Regions from separate parts of the Sus scrofa genome. Here region 2 is linked to region 1. A link is a contact called in public HiChIP or PLAC-seq data. All regions are on one chromosome and are shown on one strand. Each heading gives the region's core, a stretch centred on a gene start, on an enhancer-like site or on the middle of the called end of the contact. The rest is flanking DNA. Distances are from core to core; before and after follow the strand shown. Region 1 has its middle 10 kb from the start of KSR1. Region 2 overlaps KSR1 (kinase suppressor of Ras 1).

Region 1 (4,047 bases), core at 636-3,135:
GTTCTAATCAGAGCCGTAGCTACCAGCCTACGCCAGAGCCACAGCAATGCAGGATCTGAGCCGTGTCTGCAACCTACACCACAGCTCACGGCAACGCCAGATGGTTAACCCACTGAGCAAGGGCAGGGACTGAACCTGCAACCTCATGGTTCCTAGTCAGATTCAATAACCACTGTGCCATGACGGGAACTCCGATTTTTTTCTTTTTAAACATTTTTTTTTTTTTTTTTTTTTAGCGAAGGGAGCTTCTTGCATCTGTGCTTCAGGACATTCCCTGAAAGTGGAGCCACATGGGGGCAGCTCAGAGGTACTAAGGAGTTGCCAACATTCCAGGTGTGACAGCCCCCCCATCACTGAGGAGCATCCTTACCCCTCTTCTGACTCCTGATGCGTGTTCTATGCAGCCCCTCAGAGGGTCCTGGGTGGCGGTGACCCACTTGCCCACAGCGGTCACTTGTTCATGAGTGCAGACTGCAGTGGCTTTCTTCCCTTCCCCACATCACTTCCCCTACCTCATTGCACGTTGGATTTCTGACTCCTCCATTTGCTTTTTTTTTTTTTTTTTTTCTTAACCTTGAGCGAATTATTTAAACCCTGTGTCTTAGGGACCTCATTTGTAACATGGGGCTAGTCATAATAGCTGCCACGATGAGGACAAAATGAGCTAACCTCTGTGAAATGTTTAGAAAGTACCGGGCACATAGCATGTGCTCCAATTGTCAGTTATGACGATATAAACTGGACCATCATGGGGCAGTAGGAAATAAAACACACCTGGCTTCAGTTTCCTCCTCTGAAATATTGGTTAAAATGCCTCTTTGGGGGAGTTCCCATCGTGGCGCAGTGGTTAACAAATCCAGCTAGGAACCATGAGGTTGCAGGTTCGATCCCTGGACTTGCTCAGTGGGTTAAGGATCCGGCGTTGCTGTGAGCTGTGGTGTAGGTCGCAGACGCGGCTAGGATCCTGCGTTGCTGTGGCTCTGGCATAGGCTGGCAGCTACAGCTCCGATTAGACCCCTAGCCTGGGAACCTCCATATGCCGCGGGAGCAGCCCAAGAAATGGCAAAAAGACAAAAAAAAAAAAAAAAAAAAAAGCCTCTTTTGGAAAAGGATGGCGAAGAGTATGTGGAATGACATAACCTATGTAAACTACAAAGCCCAGGGCCCAGCCCCACGTGAGGACCAGTGCTGGGCAGGCCAACGATGCCATCTTCATTGAGTGGCTGTGCCATCATGAGAGTGACCTCCACGAAGCTGGAGGGGCCGGTGCTGGGGTGCAGGCGAGACTGTTTTAGTTTCAAAGTCCTGGGCCATTTCCTCCTTTATCTCTGTAGAATGGCATGACCTCAGGCAAGTCATGTCCCTAAGGCCTCCGTTTCCACATTCCAGAAAAGAAGTGGTTGGATTTAGGGGATGGCTAAATCCTAGGACACACACACACACACTCTGCAGGGAAGAAGCTTCTGCATGTCCGCTGGACCACTTGAGTCACCTCTGGGAGCCTTAAGCCCCAGGCTCTTTTGGCCTTGAAAATTACCCGAAAAGAATAATGAGTCTGGAAAACTTTTCCAGGCATTTTCATGTGTGAAAGCCGTTTTCTTCTTAGGCTCCTCCTCTCCTTTTGTCACTCTGCAAATATCTGTGGCTGCCTTGCCAAGTCTTGGGATCAGGCCACATCTCCCTGTTGAGGGCTGGGTTGAGGGGTACAGGGAGCCTCCAAAGATCAGCCTGCCCCTTCCTTTGTCACTGCCCTCCCCCCAGCCCCTGCAAGAACCTAAATAACCCAGAGGAAGAAGCAAACAGTCCACAATGTATTACAGAGGTCATAAAACGTGGCTCCACCCTCCAGAGGAAGCCAAGGTTGGGAAGTAACCGCGGAACAGATGGGGCCTGGAGAGGGCGGCGAGGAGAGCACCAAGTCCAGAGGCTCGGAAGAGAGTGGCAGGAGGGACAGAGAGAGCATGCGCAGAGGTCCGAAGCCAGGGGGTGGCCGAGATGGAGAGAGCATGCGCAGCCCGTCTTCTGGGCTCCAGGCTTCAGACCCACAGCCCGGGTCTCCCCGGGTTGCCAGGCACATTAGAGGGCCGAAGCGGAGACCTTTCTGTTTTCTGTAACCATGCCTCGTTTCTCAGCCTCTTTTCCATCAGGCTGGTGGCAAAAAAATACATCACGTCTTCCAGGAATTTTGAGGTGGAAATGCAACGGTGCGTGCTAGGAGGATGGCCTTTGGTTTGTGTAGTAATCCCCAAGTCATTTCTGAGGCTGCCCTTACCCCCAGTCTGATCACACGCCCCGGATGGAACTGCAACCCAGTCGAACCTCACATAGGACTCAAGCCCACAATCTTCCAACTGAACCTGCACAAGTCATCCCCGGACTTAATGAAGTTCAGGTTCCTTACGTCTCCGCACAGAAGGAGTTCAGCAAGAGGCCAAGTGATCGGTAAGAAGTAGATTATTAATATAGGAGTGTGTGAAGGATACAGACAGGCAGGCAAGAGGTCTCTGCCCGCAGAAGCGAGCTACATTTTTATCATCAAAGGAAAAGGGTCACCCTCCTCCTCTTCCTTTGTAAAGATGTTGCAGGAAAACGGGGCCTGAGAGGATGGTCGCGACCCAGGTCTTGGCGGAGTGCCTGGGAGGGCCCTTGGCTTCGCGAAGGCAAGAATTCAAGAAGGAGCCATAGTGGAAGTTCTCTTGCACAGAGTTCAATCCCAGCCCTGGGATCTTCCACATGTCACGGGTGCAGGCAAAAAAAAAAAAACCAAAACAAAAACAAAAAAAATGAGCCATCATAATGTGAAAGCAGAGCGACACATTCCAGGGGCAGAATTCAGTCATCTCAGAAGGTGGTGAGTGTTTATGGGCTGGGTAATTTCACAGGGTAACAAGTAGGAGGATTAGTCCAACAATTTCCTGGAAGGGGCAGGTATTGCAGGGATTGGACCACTACCTGCTTTTTGCCCTTTTAATGGTTGGCCTTGGAACTGTCGTGGTGCCTGAGGGTGTGTCATTTAGCTAATGCATTGCAGTGAACATCTCTTGAGGCACAAGGCCTACGGGAAGTGGACTCTTCTGCCATCTTGGGCCTGATGGGTTCTAACCAGTTTTATCCTCAATGTCTCTGTCATTCTTTTAAAAGCTGTGCCCAGCACCCCACCCACCACCCCACGGTCTCCCACCTCAATCGTTCAGGACCCTCAGGGTCGCAGTCACAGTTACAGCCCAAAGGCATCTTCAAACCATTCCCTTCAGGCTCCCTCTGCCTCCAGAGAGCTGCTCTGGGGCCAGTGCCATTCTTCTCCAGAACAGGGGATCCTCCTCCTGATTCTGGCCAGGGGCCCTCTCCCCACTGCTCCGGCTGAGGTGTCCTGGACATTTGCATGGATCTTCTTGTCCCCCCTTTTTTTTTTATTTTCCCAGTGTACAGCAAGAGGGTCAGGTTATCCTTACATGTATACATTACAATTACATTTTTTCCCCCACTTTTTTTTTTTGTCTTTTTGGCATTTCTTCGGCCACTCTCACGGCATATGGAGGTTCCCAGGCTGGGGTCAAATCGGAGCTGTAGCCACCAGCCTACGCCAGAGCCACAGCAAAGCGGGATCTGAGCCATGTCTGTGACCTACACCACAGCTCACAGCAACGCTGGATCCTTAACCCACTGAGCAAGGCCAGGGATCAAACCCACAACCTCATGGTTCCTAGTTGGATTCGTTAACCACTGCGCCACGACAGGAGCTCCTTCTTGTCCCCTTTTATCCCTTTTAGAAACGAGCTGAGTTCTCCTAAGACTAAGGCTCTTAAAAAAGATTTTTCCCTTCTTTTGCTGCCCTCCTCATCCCTCTCCACTCACCTATAACCTGTCGAACTGCTCGAATATGGGAAGGACAGAGGGTCAATACAGGGAGAAGAACATCCACGAGAACCTCTACTCACAGTGAACCGCACGCATTGTCCCATTAATCTCACCACCATCTCCTGATATTATCCTCATTTCTAAAAAAAATTTTTTTTTTGCTTTTTGGGCCACACCTGCGGCCCATGG
Region 2 (4,047 bases), core at 782-3,281, 84 kb after region 1:
AACACGAGAAAAAGAATGCACGTATATTCGTATGACGGGGTTACTTTGATGTACAGCAGAAATTGGCACAACATTATAAATGGACTATAATTAAAACCCCCCTTTTTTTTTAAACAATTAATGCATTAATTCAACAAGTACTTGTCACCCCGCCCCCCCAGTCATGTGCCAGGCATTGTTGTGGGAGATGAGGGTGAATGAGAAAGTCACCTCAGCGGGGGAGTTTGTGGATGAGTGAACCCAGAGAAGATGCTGGTGGGGCATGGATGGAGGCCCATGGTGCCTCCCGCCACCCTGGGCTGACTCATCTCTGCATCCTGAGGTGTGTGGGCACTCGGGAAATGTTTCTTGATTTGAACCAAGCCGGGCTCTGTGCTGCCAGGCTTCAGTGTAGTAAGTGAAACTCAGTTGCCTGTGTCAGGCCCAGCATCTCGGCCTGCCAGGGCGGGGGCCCTGAGCCCCGAGCTTGCCAGCTCAGACAGGGGCTGCCCATGTCAGCTCTGAGTGTCTAGGCCCCGCTTATGGGAAACAAGCCTGAGAAATGGACGTGGAAACCCCCTGTTTACCAGGCTGCTCTGCCCTGCCCCGACCTGCCCTGAGTGGGATTCTGATGTGTGACTCTCCTTGGAAATCAAGACTTGGGGACATTGTGCATGTCCTGATTTTCTCCTCGTAGGGTGGGGCAGAGAGAGGGGAGAGGAGGTCCGAGCAGTGCTTCAAGGTTCTCAACTTCGGGACAGCCCAGACTGTGTACACCTAGGGAGCTGTCACCCTGTGGCCCTTCCAGGAAATGGACCTGGTGGAAGACATTGGCTGCTGTTTTGTGTGGAGACAACTGGATGGTTTATAAGCAACAAGGGGCTGTGATGCCATGGAGTTGGAGCCAGCTTTGACCAGACCTCACCTGCTCCTTGGGCTCCTTGTGTGTAAACTCGTTGCTGGGTGGGAAGGGAAGGCCGGATCCTAGAAATATAGTAACGCAGGCTCCCCGTGCCCTCCTTCCTCAGTGACAGCGAACCTGAGATAGACGGACCCGATTTTGACCTATCAGGAGTTTTACAGGAGATTTCTCAGTTGGTTCCTCAATAACGAACAGCCTTATCAGCCCACTTTATTGGGGATGAGGAAGTGAGGCCCAAGGTCACAAGTAATCTGTGGAGCTGGGGTTCAAGTCTAGAATTGTCTGATTTCATGTTTGCAATCATTTCATGATACCCCTCCCACACCTGCTTGACCTGGGGTCTTGTCTGGGGCAGAGCGAGGTCAGAAAAGCTTTGGTAACGCTCAGGGTTTGGGGAGAAATCATGCTACATGGGAAAGGGTCTGGAAATCTCTCCTTTTCCACACCATTGGGACGGGATAACTTCAAAGTTGCAAACAGGAGATGGCCAGAGCCTCAGAGTCCAGATTAGCAGGGGATCATTGGTAGAAGAAAGGAGGCAAAGCAGAGGAGGAGGTGGACACTCCTGGTTGAGAAGGAAGATGGGGAGACAAGCATCCTGGGGGGCCAGGGGGAGGTGGCTTCAGACCAAGGGCTCTTCTCCGATTCCATCTCAGAGAACTTGGCTTCTGTCTTGAAGTGCTCTGGTTAGAGAGGCAGCAGAGCTGTGAGCTGGGCCGCCATGGAGTCTGATGGGGCCAACTTGTAGGCGTGGTCGTATTTCAAGCGTTGGTGGTGAGTCTTAGAAGAAAGAAGGAGACAAGTCCCTGGGGAGAGTCTGCCTTGGTGGCCCTGACTCACCCTGGCTGAGGGGACTGAACAGAGCAAGGAAGAATCCATCAGCGAATGGAAACTTGTCTTTTTAGGGGACAGGAAACTTTTTCTGTTGTGGTTGGCCCGGTGGTTTATGAGAAGAGGTGAACATTTGAGGCAAAGTGCTGGGCCAGTTTTGCAGCTGCATCTTTGACAATTTTGAGAGTTTTAGGAAGTAGTTCTTTAAAAAAAGAGAGAGAAAGATAAAAAGAAACCAAAAGCCAAAGACGTTGTTACTCGCAATACCTGTGTGCAGACAGCCATGTGGGCCATGATGTGCCATGCGGCTAATGGAAAGTGGCTTCTTGGCACTGGTCCATCTTGTACCCTCTCCCGTCTTTGGCCCCTCAGCTGGAGGACTGCTGACTCTTCGCAGAAAAAGACTTCGTTGGCCTCAAATGACCAGACCTTGTCTCGGGCATCTAACAGCTTAAACTAAACTTCCTCTCCGGCCCTGTTTGGTTTAAGCAGTTTCCTGGTCTGGCGGGATTTGTTTTCTTAGCACCCATCTTGTCAAAGCCCCAATCCCGCTTGTCACAGCAAACTGGCCCCGCTCCCCCTGCGGCTGCCCGAATGTTTGTGTTCCCAAAGTCGGACGTGCTGCTCCCTGGGGAGGTGAGCAGCACCCTGTAGTAGATAAAAGGTTCTGGTGCTTAGTGGCCTAGGTTCAAGCTCCACTCCCTTCCTGGCTAAGCTGTGTGTCTTTGGGTAAATTGCTTAACCTGTCTGAGCAACAGTGTCCTCATCTGTAAAACAGAGATTATAATAGAATTGTTGTTAATAGTGAGTGAGATGAGCCATGTGAATCATGATGCCTGGCACAGAGTACGTCTTTTTATGTATTCTATTACTCTTTTTTTCAACAAATATTTCATTAGCATACGAGTTTAACACTCATTCTGTGCAGGGCATTCTTCTTCTTTTTTTTTTTTTCTTTTTCTTTTTAGGGCCACACCTGTGGCACATGGAGTTTCCCAGGCTAGGGGTCTAATTGGAGCTACAGCTGCTGGCCACGGCCACAGCCACAGCAACGCAGGATCCAAGCTGCGTCTGCCACCTACAGCACAGCTCACGGCAATGCCAGATCCTTAACCCATTGAGCAAGGCCAGGGATGGAACCCACAACCTCATGGTTCCTAGTCAGATTCATTTCCCCTGGGCCATGACAGCAACTCCCAGGCACCCTTCTAAAATGGGGGAGTAACTGAACAAAAAGGACAAAAATGTCAGCTCTGTGAAACTTAGGTTTTAGTGTTGGGAGGAGACATTCAGACAGTAAGTGAGAGGAAAATATATTCTTTGTTAATTGTGAGTGTGCTATGGAAAAAATGAAAGCAGGAAGAGGGCCCTCAAAGAAAGTGGTATAATTTTTTTTCTTTTCTTTTTAGGGCCACACCTGCGCCATATGGAAGTTCCTGGACTAGGAACGGTGCCTACGCCACAGCCACAGCAATTTGGGATCTGAGCCACATCTGCAACCTGTGCCATAGGTCATGGAAACGCTGGATCTTTAACCCAGTTAGTGAGGCCAGGGATCGAACCTGCCTCCTCATGGTTACTAGTCTGCTTCTTAACCCGCTGAGCCACAACGGGAACTCCCGGAAGTGTTAAAATTTTAAGTGAGGGGTCAGGATGGCTTTTCAGAAAAGGTGATATTTGAGTAAAGGTCTCAGTAGGGTCCCCAGAGGGACTCCCTGGGGATGTATCTGGGGACAAGCTTTGGAAGCTGGGGTCCAGCAAGTGCAGAGGTCAAGGGAGTGAGCCTGGGGGGCTGGGGTGAGTGAGGCCGCAAGGTGCCCCCAGCCAGACACCTACGGGGTGCCACCCTCAGGGGCCACCTGCGCTCAGGTGACCTTGAGCCTGGCGTCTTAGGAGCGAGGGAGAAAGAGGGATGAGAACCAAAGATGGTAAAAGGTACAAGGGCTCCCTGTGGGCTCTTCAGCCAACCCAGCCTCTATCCAGTACAACCCAAAGGGATTTTGAAACTCAACCCTCATTTCTTATTAAAAATGGGAGTTTGAGGGTTGGTGCTCACCCACCCGCTATTAGAAGCCCTGTTGCTGACTTGCCGAAGATGCACTTGTGAGTGAGTCCTGTTTCTGACGGCCTGGGTGGAAGGTGGGGCCCTGGCTGGGGCACCCTGCCACCCACTAAGGAAATCCTCACAGGGGACTTTGTGTATTAAAGTAATGAATGTTTGAGTGCCTGCATTGGTGCTCAGATGTAATGGTGGGCCTGACCAGACCCCTGTCCCCCCAGGCCACACTCTGATTGCGTGGCTCCCTCCCTTCTCA

What was found. HiChIP or PLAC-seq counts read pairs in DNA pulled down with a chosen protein or histone mark.
Region 2: a contact with region 1 is called in an H3K27ac HiChIP or PLAC-seq map of alveolar macrophages. The contact joins two enhancer-like sites. A contact is called at or near these places in 2 of 47 Hi-C or Micro-C datasets (embryonic fibroblasts and skeletal muscle) and 1 of 2 datasets of contacts at active chromatin or transcription factors (alveolar macrophages).

What each region holds. Positions count from the first base shown.
Region 1 is chr12:43,915,051-43,919,097 of Sscrofa11.1, forward strand. No RefSeq gene overlaps it. Among named protein-coding and RNA genes, the nearest start is that of KSR1, 10 kb to the right of the region's middle. Within about 2 kb of position 1,886, at least 28 of the 83 cell types and tissues checked have an H3K27ac peak or open chromatin away from gene starts, as enhancers often do. A contact at or near this core is called in alveolar macrophages, where this site is marked.
Region 2 is chr12:43,998,525-44,002,571 of Sscrofa11.1, forward strand. The region is part of intron 1 of KSR1 (kinase suppressor of Ras 1); the gene reads left to right. Among named protein-coding and RNA genes, the nearest start is that of KSR1, 73 kb to the left of the region's middle. Within about 2 kb of position 2,032, at least 23 of the 83 cell types and tissues checked have an H3K27ac peak or open chromatin away from gene starts, as enhancers often do. A contact at or near this core is called in alveolar macrophages, where this site is marked.